2 separate regions of the Mus musculus genome follow, and region 2 is linked to region 1. A link is a contact called in public Hi-C data. All regions are on one chromosome and are shown on one strand. Each heading gives the region's core, a stretch centred on a gene start, on an enhancer-like site or on the middle of the called end of the contact. The rest is flanking DNA. Distances are from core to core; before and after follow the strand shown. Region 1 holds the start of G630018N14Rik (a long non-coding RNA gene). Region 2 has its middle 41 kb from the start of Gm23351.

Evidence for each region. A called contact is a pair of places that touch in the nucleus more often than the background predicts.
Region 2: a contact with region 1 is called in a Hi-C map of embryonic fibroblasts, with 2.0 times the contacts expected there. The contact joins the enhancer-like site here to the promoter of G630018N14Rik in region 1. A contact is called at or near these places in 2 of 484 Hi-C or Micro-C datasets (embryonic fibroblasts and embryonic stem cells) and 2 of 115 datasets of contacts at active chromatin or transcription factors (embryonic stem cells and trophoblast stem cells).

The regions. Positions count from the first base shown.
Region 1 is chr13:31,406,626-31,410,976 of GRCm38.p6, forward strand. G630018N14Rik (a long non-coding RNA gene) reads right to left here and starts at 2,478. Exons shown (of 10, transcript XR_003950526.1): 1 at 2,153-2,478; 2 at 730-962; 3 at 293-350.
Region 2 is chr13:31,466,585-31,470,722 of GRCm38.p6, forward strand. No RefSeq gene overlaps it. Among named protein-coding and RNA genes, the nearest start is that of Gm23351, 41 kb to the left of the region's middle. Within about 2 kb of position 1,742, at least 24 of the 459 cell types and tissues checked have an H3K27ac peak or open chromatin away from gene starts, as enhancers often do. A contact at or near this core is called in embryonic fibroblasts, where this site is marked.

The sequences.
Region 1 (4,351 bases), core at 1,228-3,727:
TTAGTATCAAAGGTTCTAGTACAAGAGTTAAACCTATCACAAAAGTTCTTACCTTGATCAAAGCATACTGAAAAAATATAATTTGTAAACAGTGATGCTTAGAAATAATTTCCTGAGGCTATAAAAATCCCTACCATTAGACAGCACATGGAAATACAATGGCTTTTCAAGTTCTAAGAGAGGAAGAAGATCTTCTTTTACTTAACACTGCTGCAACAACTGGATTCAACATGGAGAACAAGGGAAACACAGAAGAGAACCCCAAAGTGGGCTGAAGGGTAGGAATACCTACCAAGGTGGAGTCCAGAGCCTTAGACCAGTCTGTGAATCCTCGGGACCAATCTGTGTAACTGAGATTAAACAAAAAACACAATGTTTCCCAGAAGAGCATACCATAATTCAGAGTTTCTACATCAAACCATTTATAACATCCACAAGAAACTCAAGAGGCGCCTCAATGTAGTCTGACCCACAATGACTAAGATTCATAATTAGCAGACAAAATGGTTTGTTTTAACAAGAAGGAAAAAAATAAATCTTTGCAAAACTCAAGCCCCATTTAAGATGCATATTTTCACTCAATTAAGAAGGCACTTCCTATAATCAGACAAAGAATAGATGATATTAAAATTGGGTCATATAACTAACAGTTTCTTCTAGGTGGATCACTGATATATAACAACAGGTTATACTCTGTCAGGATTTTAAGATTGTCCAATTAAACCTTACCTTTTAAAATTGTGTCTCCAAAACATGCATGTATTATCCAAAAAACACACATATTTCCTTGGTCAGACATTCGTATTTTATACAGATGGTCATTGTTTGAGAAGAATCAACTTAAAATGATATTTTGGTGTTGTTCTAGGATATAAAGGCGTGTACCTATAGCTAATAATAACAGTTCCTCAAGCTCATCAGAGAAATAGATGCTGATAAAGAACCAAAGGGAACTACTGGATCTGAAAAATATAAAACCAAAATTAATCTTATAATGGAGAGGACAAAAGATGCTGGTAAACTTGAGTGTACAATAGGGTTTCACAAAGCTGAAAACCAGAGGGAGCAACATGGAGAATAAGCAAGCTAAGAAGCTATGACAAAATCAAAACTGGTCCGGTAGATGCTGTGTAGGAAAACAAACAAAACAACCAAAAACCAGAACAACATCTGAGTAATGAATGCTATTAGTTCCTCCAGTAAGGTAAAGACTTGTACTTTACATCTTCTTGAAGATGTAGAGTCAAAGAATCCAGACCGTGAGTGCATAGAACACCCTCCTTCCAATGCTCTCAACTGCATTGCTTTGATACGGCTGAGGTTAGAAAACACAGGTCCATCCTTTTTGTCCTCACTGGGCATGATCAGAACATTTTGTTTTAGGACATCACAACTCCTAAAATGTTTTAATTCCACGTATAAGAATTTTAAGATAATTTTGAACTACAAAGCAAGCACTGATATTGAACTGTCCTTATACCCCAGACCATGGGCTGAGGTTGTAAGTCATGAATTTAAGATGGCCTCAAAGAGAAACCAAGTTTAATATAGTAAGTAGAGACCCTCTGAAACTCAGTAGCTTCCCTCTTCCAAATGGAGATCTTAAGTTTGTATCAGGCGAGGCTGTGCCATTGGACATTTGTCTCCTGTTTATCTATGCCAACTGCCTGGTCTTGGATACCAGGAATGACCTCTCTGATCTTAGCATGACTCTTCTTGCTTTACAGAGAGCTGTGAATCAACATTAGATGTTCAGGGCATCTGGAGACTGTAAAATTGCAAAATCACCAAAGTTCTTCGACTATCATCACTTTGGCATATCCAGCTCCTGAGCAAATGTGGGTATTGTGCACTCTGTTGCTTTCCAGATATTTCTCTGTATCAAAGAGCCTCATCTTTTCAACAAGCTGCAAATTAGCTTTTCAACTGAGGCCAATGATAGGCATTTGTTTGGCCTATAGCACAGGCAGCAGGGTGTGGCAAAGGGTCTGATCATTTCTCTCCTCTCACAAATGATACTAGGTCCCCCTGCCAACAATGATCCCCTTTTTGCAGGCTTCATTGCAGATAGTAGGGAGGCCACACTTCCCTCATTTACTAAATATCTCTACTATTGCCATCATCATAATCTGAAAGAATTTAAACAACGTACCGTGCTTTGCACAAAGGTGTGAGCTGCCAAAGGCTCTGGGCTGGAGGTTAGTCATCCGCACTGTCAGTTTTACTCATTGACTTTGGCAGAAACGTCCATTTCAGTGGGGAAGAATCTGCGCATCAGCTGGGACATGTGATCTCTCAGCGTCATTGCCAGTGCCAGCTCGTAGTAAATTAGGCGCCAAACTTATTAATAGTGATGAATCCATTAGAGCTGACAGGCGCCTGGCTGTGCTGCCTCAAATTAACCCATGAGTGGTCAGAAGCACTGCCGGTAAGCAAGCTCAAAGGCAGATAGAGCCTTAAGGGAGCTAATGTAAAGAACTGAAAGAGAACAGACAGACAGACATGCTTGCTTCTGACTGAGGAGCTGAGCTAAAATTAGGCATACTTATGGCTTGGCACAAAACCTTAGATTACTGTAAAAACAGGACATTAAAAAAAAAAAAAACCTTCACAACTTGGCATAATTGGACTCTCCCTTTTTGCTTGAAACACTTCTCCTTAATGGCATGAAGCATTCAAGAAGAAATGCCAGAGACCCACCCTGGGGTTGGTCCGTCTGTTGGCAGCAGGCCCACCTGAATTAAATTTGGTTTATGGAAATTATTGCAAGCACTTGAAGACTTTGAAAAGTGATTAATATATTTCAAGCCATATGCATATACTTAGAGAAGCCAAGGGGAACTCTTAAAGAGCACACAAATGAACCCCGAGATAGGGTGTGGACTGGGACAGAGAGATGCTTCCATAAGGACATGCGGACAATTTGAAAGCATCCTGATAAACATGAAGGAGCTTGAAGCCTGGCAGCTATATACAGCTTCTGTCCATAAGTGCAGTGTAATATGCTATAACCATCTTAAACAACACAGCCTTCTTTACAGGGAGTAAATCAAACTTTTAAATAGTTTTCTGGTATGTCCAATCAGGCAAAACGCAAAATTCCCTCAGAGTGGAGTTAACCAGTCATAGCATCTTTCATTTTAATGCTCCACCGCAAATTTCATATCTTCAATTCGAGCAGTATTCACTCTCAGGATAGTCAGATATTTGAAAGTTTGGAGTTTGTAAGACAGAAGTGTCATTCATAGTGAGAGATTACAGTCCTAGAAACTTGTGGTATGAACCACAGAACTAAGGAGAAACTTCAGCTCTACTAGTCAAATGTGCTGCAGCACAGCTCTGCTCCACAGTGAGCATTCCTAACAAAAGAAGATGATAGGATACAGATCGTCATGGACTTCATAGGTGCTGGTTCTGCAGAAATATGATGCATATTATTGTTTGAAAGAGCTAAGAATGACTCAATTCAAAAGAACATATCTGCCATCAATAGAGACATCTTTGAGAACACAACATAGCTGGTGTATTTCTCTTACACCTACATTGTTAAAATCTGTTGCCCCATACCTATTATCATGGTGGCCCCCAAATAAAGATAGGATTGAGTCTTTTCTACAGGGAAGGTATCTCCCTGCCTTTGTCCCTAAACTGAATGCCCTCCTGGGCAGTGTCCTCTTGGCTTCTGTTTCCATCATCTTTCTTCTCAGCATCCACTGTTTCAATGTGATGATCCAAGCCCAGCAACCCTGGAGCCGCAGTGATTTTATTTATCCCACATCCTATCCAGTACCCTAAAAAATTCGTGAAAGAATTTGCCTTAGAGAGACAGAACACCAATGCACAGTGACTGCCCAAACCTAGCTGCCTGTTACTTATGCTGAAAAAGGTCTATAGCTGATGGTTCAGTTCAAATCATGAAGATTGTAGAGAGATCCTATTTGCAGTTCCTGAGTTTCTTGTTTTCCTACCCAAATTCCATCCTATTGTATAATTACATGATTTCTACCAGGAATGAAATCTTTGTGACATAGATAAACTAAATTCCTTTTTGACATTTAAGATAATCAACATTGAATCCTTATACATTTTCCTAAGCTTAAGGTTTCTGCACAGAGGATAGTTTCACTTCCTTGACAGGCTCACATAGCTGTCTATCAACATACCAAAGATGGACTCTGTCGTGGCCCAGAGGCTGTATCTCTTCACTCATTAGCTCAAAATTTGATAGTGCCAAATTCAAATTTTTACATATCTGATTATTTTTAAATTAGCCCAAAGCAAGCATATTTTTTCACCAGTCAGAGTCTGCCTGCTTGCATGCCATACACAACCTCATTCTGACAATGTTTAA
Region 2 (4,138 bases), core at 492-2,991, 59 kb after region 1:
CAAATTGATGAGTATCTGAATCCTAATGGCATGCTCTTGGGGTCTTACTGTAGTGACCCTGCATCCTCAATGCAGCTATTTAACCTTGACCTAACATGGGGTCAAATGACTAGGTGCTCTGAAATGTTGGCTCAGTTATGTGCGGCTGAATGGCCAACCTTGTACAAATGACTTTCTCAGACAACTTGTAATTTTTAAGGCCATCATGAGAAGCAATGAAAGATCTAAAAGCTTGGCATGGGGTCCATTTGGTGCATGCTTTATGCTTTAAAAATGTTCATTACTTTTCTTTCTAGCATAATTCCATTTAAACCCTCAGTTTTAACAATAGAAGTCACACTTCATAGCAAGACATGTAATTTTCTTGACTTTAATAGTTTCATAATTTCATGACAATTTTTTGTCAGTGTAAAACAGTAACCCAACTGGCCCTGTAGCCATATAATGTGATTTTGAAATGATGCTAAACACTTAGTCTGTTGCATGAGAATTGCTGTATTTTGGCTCTTATGTGTGACCTTTGGGTCCCAAAGGTCCATGTGTTGAAAGCTTAATGTGTGATTTGGTGTTACAAGGATGTAAGGCAGTTTAAGAAGTAGGGCTTGGTGGGCTTAGGTCATCAGAGATTGTGAGACCCTAGTGCTCTCTCTTACCTTCTCCCCTTCCATTTCTCCCACACCCTAGCATGCTCTCCCATGATGTTCTGGCCCACCATATGGCCAGAAGCAATCAGGTCAACTGACCATGGACTGGAACTTCTGAAACTGTAAGCCAACATGAACCTTTCCTCTTTTATAGTTGATGATCCTAGTTATCAGTTAGTGCAAGAGCACCTACTAACTGACTGCCAAGTAAAAGGAGCAGAACTCTGCCCTGAGATTATGAGATGTCATACCTTAGTGGAAACATACAGGAGTTATTGCCCTCAACTGTAGGACTCCCAAACACATATAAACCCAAGATACTGAGAGACGTTGGGAACTGAGGCTGTTCTCGGCCAACTGCAGCTTGTCATTGAAACGTTGTTCCTTCTGCATTGTACACGTAGTGAGGGACCTTGCCTGCCCTCAAGAACCTCTGCTATTTCTTCCAGAGGCCCTGCTAAAAAGGCACACCTAAGCATCTAGTGGAATGCACATGTGCGGTCTCCTGCTAAATGGACAGCTGGACTCTAATAATTCAATCCAAATGAAGCTGGCATCACTCTGTGGCTAGCAACCTGGCTCGCTCTGACATTTGTTCTCATTATTCTTTATAAGTACTGTGAAAAGGACAAAAAGACAATCTCCCTGTACAGCAGTAAACCATGTAATGTATAGAAACCATGTTTTATATTTTGGTCTTATTTTAACATGAGATATGCTAGGCAAATAAATCTTATTAAAATGTAATAGATTTCTTGGATAGGAACCGAACTGAGACTCAAAATGGGACTTCTAGGACAACAACCCTTAAATGGCCACCTTCATCTCATCTTAACCCTTTCTTATAAAGGAATTAAAGCTTACTAGCCCTTTGATTAAAAATCTTTTATGTGTCTGTCTTTGCAGGCTGTATGTACAGAGGCTTTGGAGGATGGAGCCCACAGTTCGAGTGCAAATGCTGAAGAGGTTACCTACTTCAAGACCACATTGTTTTTAAAAATAAAAGCTAAACCCTGTAATTAGAAACTTAGAGCTGTGACTAAGTCTCTCAAAACAACCAAGGAACCACAGGAATGTGTCTGTGAAACTTGCCCATCAAGTGGTTCATGCCATTGTCAGACCCACACCCAGCAATGTCCACTGCCCTAAAAGGTCTGGCTGTCTGTGAGAGTAGGAACCGGGGGCTTACCTGGATCTTCTCTGGGAAATAAAGCAGCTAAGTTAGCTGAGAGGCTGCGCTCTCAACTCTGCTTCTAGCCCATGATAGCAGTGACTTCAACCTGGCCAGATTAACACCATCAAGATGGGCTGACAGATGAATGGGGCCTCACAGGTCCTCTTCCCTCAGAGTTGTTCTTACACATTTTCCAGCATACCTTTTAAGATGATCAATGTGTTCCAACTAAACATCCCAGCTTCCAGATTCTGTCTGGACCCATATTTCCTCTTCATGAAGGCGGATCTCTCACGTTTTCCTTTACTCTCTCCCCCCCTTTTTTAAATTATTTTATTTCTTTACATTCCAGCCATTGACCCCCTCCTAGTCCCCCCTCCCACAGTTCCTCATCCCATCGCTCCTCCCCCTTGCCTCTGAGAGGGTGCTCCCTACCACCAGGCATCCCCCTTCCCTGGGGCCTTAAGTCTCTCGAGGATTAGACACATTCTTCTCCCACGAGGCCAGACCAGGCAGTCCTCTGCTATATATGTGCTGGAGGCCTCTGACCAGCCTGGGTGTGCTGCTTGGTTGGTGGCTCAGTCTCTGGGGGGGGGGGGGGGGGTTCGGGAGGGAGATCCAGGTTAGCTTAGACTGATGGTTTTCCTATGGGGTTGCTCTCCCCTTCAGCTTCTTCAATCCTTCCCCTAATTCAACCACAGTAGTCTCCGATTTCAATCCAATGGTTGGGTATAAGCGTCTGCATCTGTCTCAGTCAGCTGCTTCCAGGGCCTCTCAGAGGACAGCCATGCTAGGCTCCTGTCTGTAAGCACATAAGTAATAGTGTCAGGCCTTGGGGCCTACCCCATGGGATGGATCCCAAGTTGAGCTGGTCACTGGGCTGCCTTTCCTTTAGTCTCTCTTTTCTGTTTTATCCCTGCAGTTCTTTTAGTCAGGAACAATCCTGGGCTAGCAATTTTGACTGTGGGCTGGTAACCCCATCCCTCCACTTGATGACTTGTCTATACTGAAGGTGAACTCTTCAAGTTGCCTCTCCCCATTGTTGGGTATTTTGGCTAAGGTCACCCCCATTGAGTCCTGAGAGTCTCTTACCTTCCAGGTCACTAATACTTTCCAGAGGATCTCCCACCCCGACCTCCCCACCCCACCCATGGGGTTGCATATTTCTATTCATTCTCCTTGCCCTCTGGGCTTCTCTCCTTTCCCCCCGCCCCAATACCTAGGCAATCCTGTTCCCCCTTTCCCTTCCCTCTTTTATCTCCCACTCAGGTCCCTCCCTCCTTCTGCCTCCTGTGATTATTTTGTTTCCCCTTCTAAGTGGGATTGAAGCATCCACACTTGGACCTTCCTGCTTATTAAACTTCTCATTTAAATATATGCTTAAGATGACTCCATTTTGGAATGTTCAGCTTTTCATATGAGAAGTGAAAGCATTTAATAGAAATTGTACTTTGGGTTTGAATTTGAACCTATCCCCAAGCTGGTGATATAGCCTCATCCTCCATCATGATGCTGGATAGTGGCAATAAGTTATGGCACCCAGTCCGTATGCGATGACAGAGAACTGACACACGGTAGCACAGTTTAGCTGTGGCTAAGTTGTCAGGCACAGTAAATAACTTCTATTTTCTACTTACAGTGGGTAAGATGTGGCCCATTGTAGGTGGAGGATTATCTGTAGAGCTCATGTGCATGTGTCTGTGGATATGGTACGTATAGGGTACACACATACGCATGTGTATATGTGCATATATATTTGAGATTAATAATGTCTTAGGGGAGAATTAGAGGCCTAGTCTGAAGTGAGAACCAGAATACATGAATAACCACACTTGCTTCCAAGCATAATTCAGTGATGCTTAATTCTGTGTCTTGCCTGGCTCTTTGCCCAGGTCTCTAAATTCCTCTTCATTATTTTACTGTGTGGTTTATCGTTTACTCTTTCTTCCTTCTTTTCCCCTTTATTTCGTACTTACTTTCCCCATTGCTCAGAACATCTGTAATATCAACTGCTCTCTGATGTGTATTGCCACACAGCCAGGCTTTAAGCAAGCATGGAGTCCAGGCACAGAGTCAGAGGGGCGAGGACAAACAGGCAGTGGCAAAATCAAAGAAAGCAGGAGTCACAGCATGAATATCAAAAGCACTGATCAAGAAAAAGAACTATATAACAGCTTACAACATGTGCAGCCCAATGTTTAATTATAGTAGAATGTTAAATCCCTCAGGTTTTAGAAATACATATATCTGACAGAAAGCAAAATAAGAAAAGATATTACAATAAAATTAGAACGTTGAACAATCAGTTTATTTAGAAACT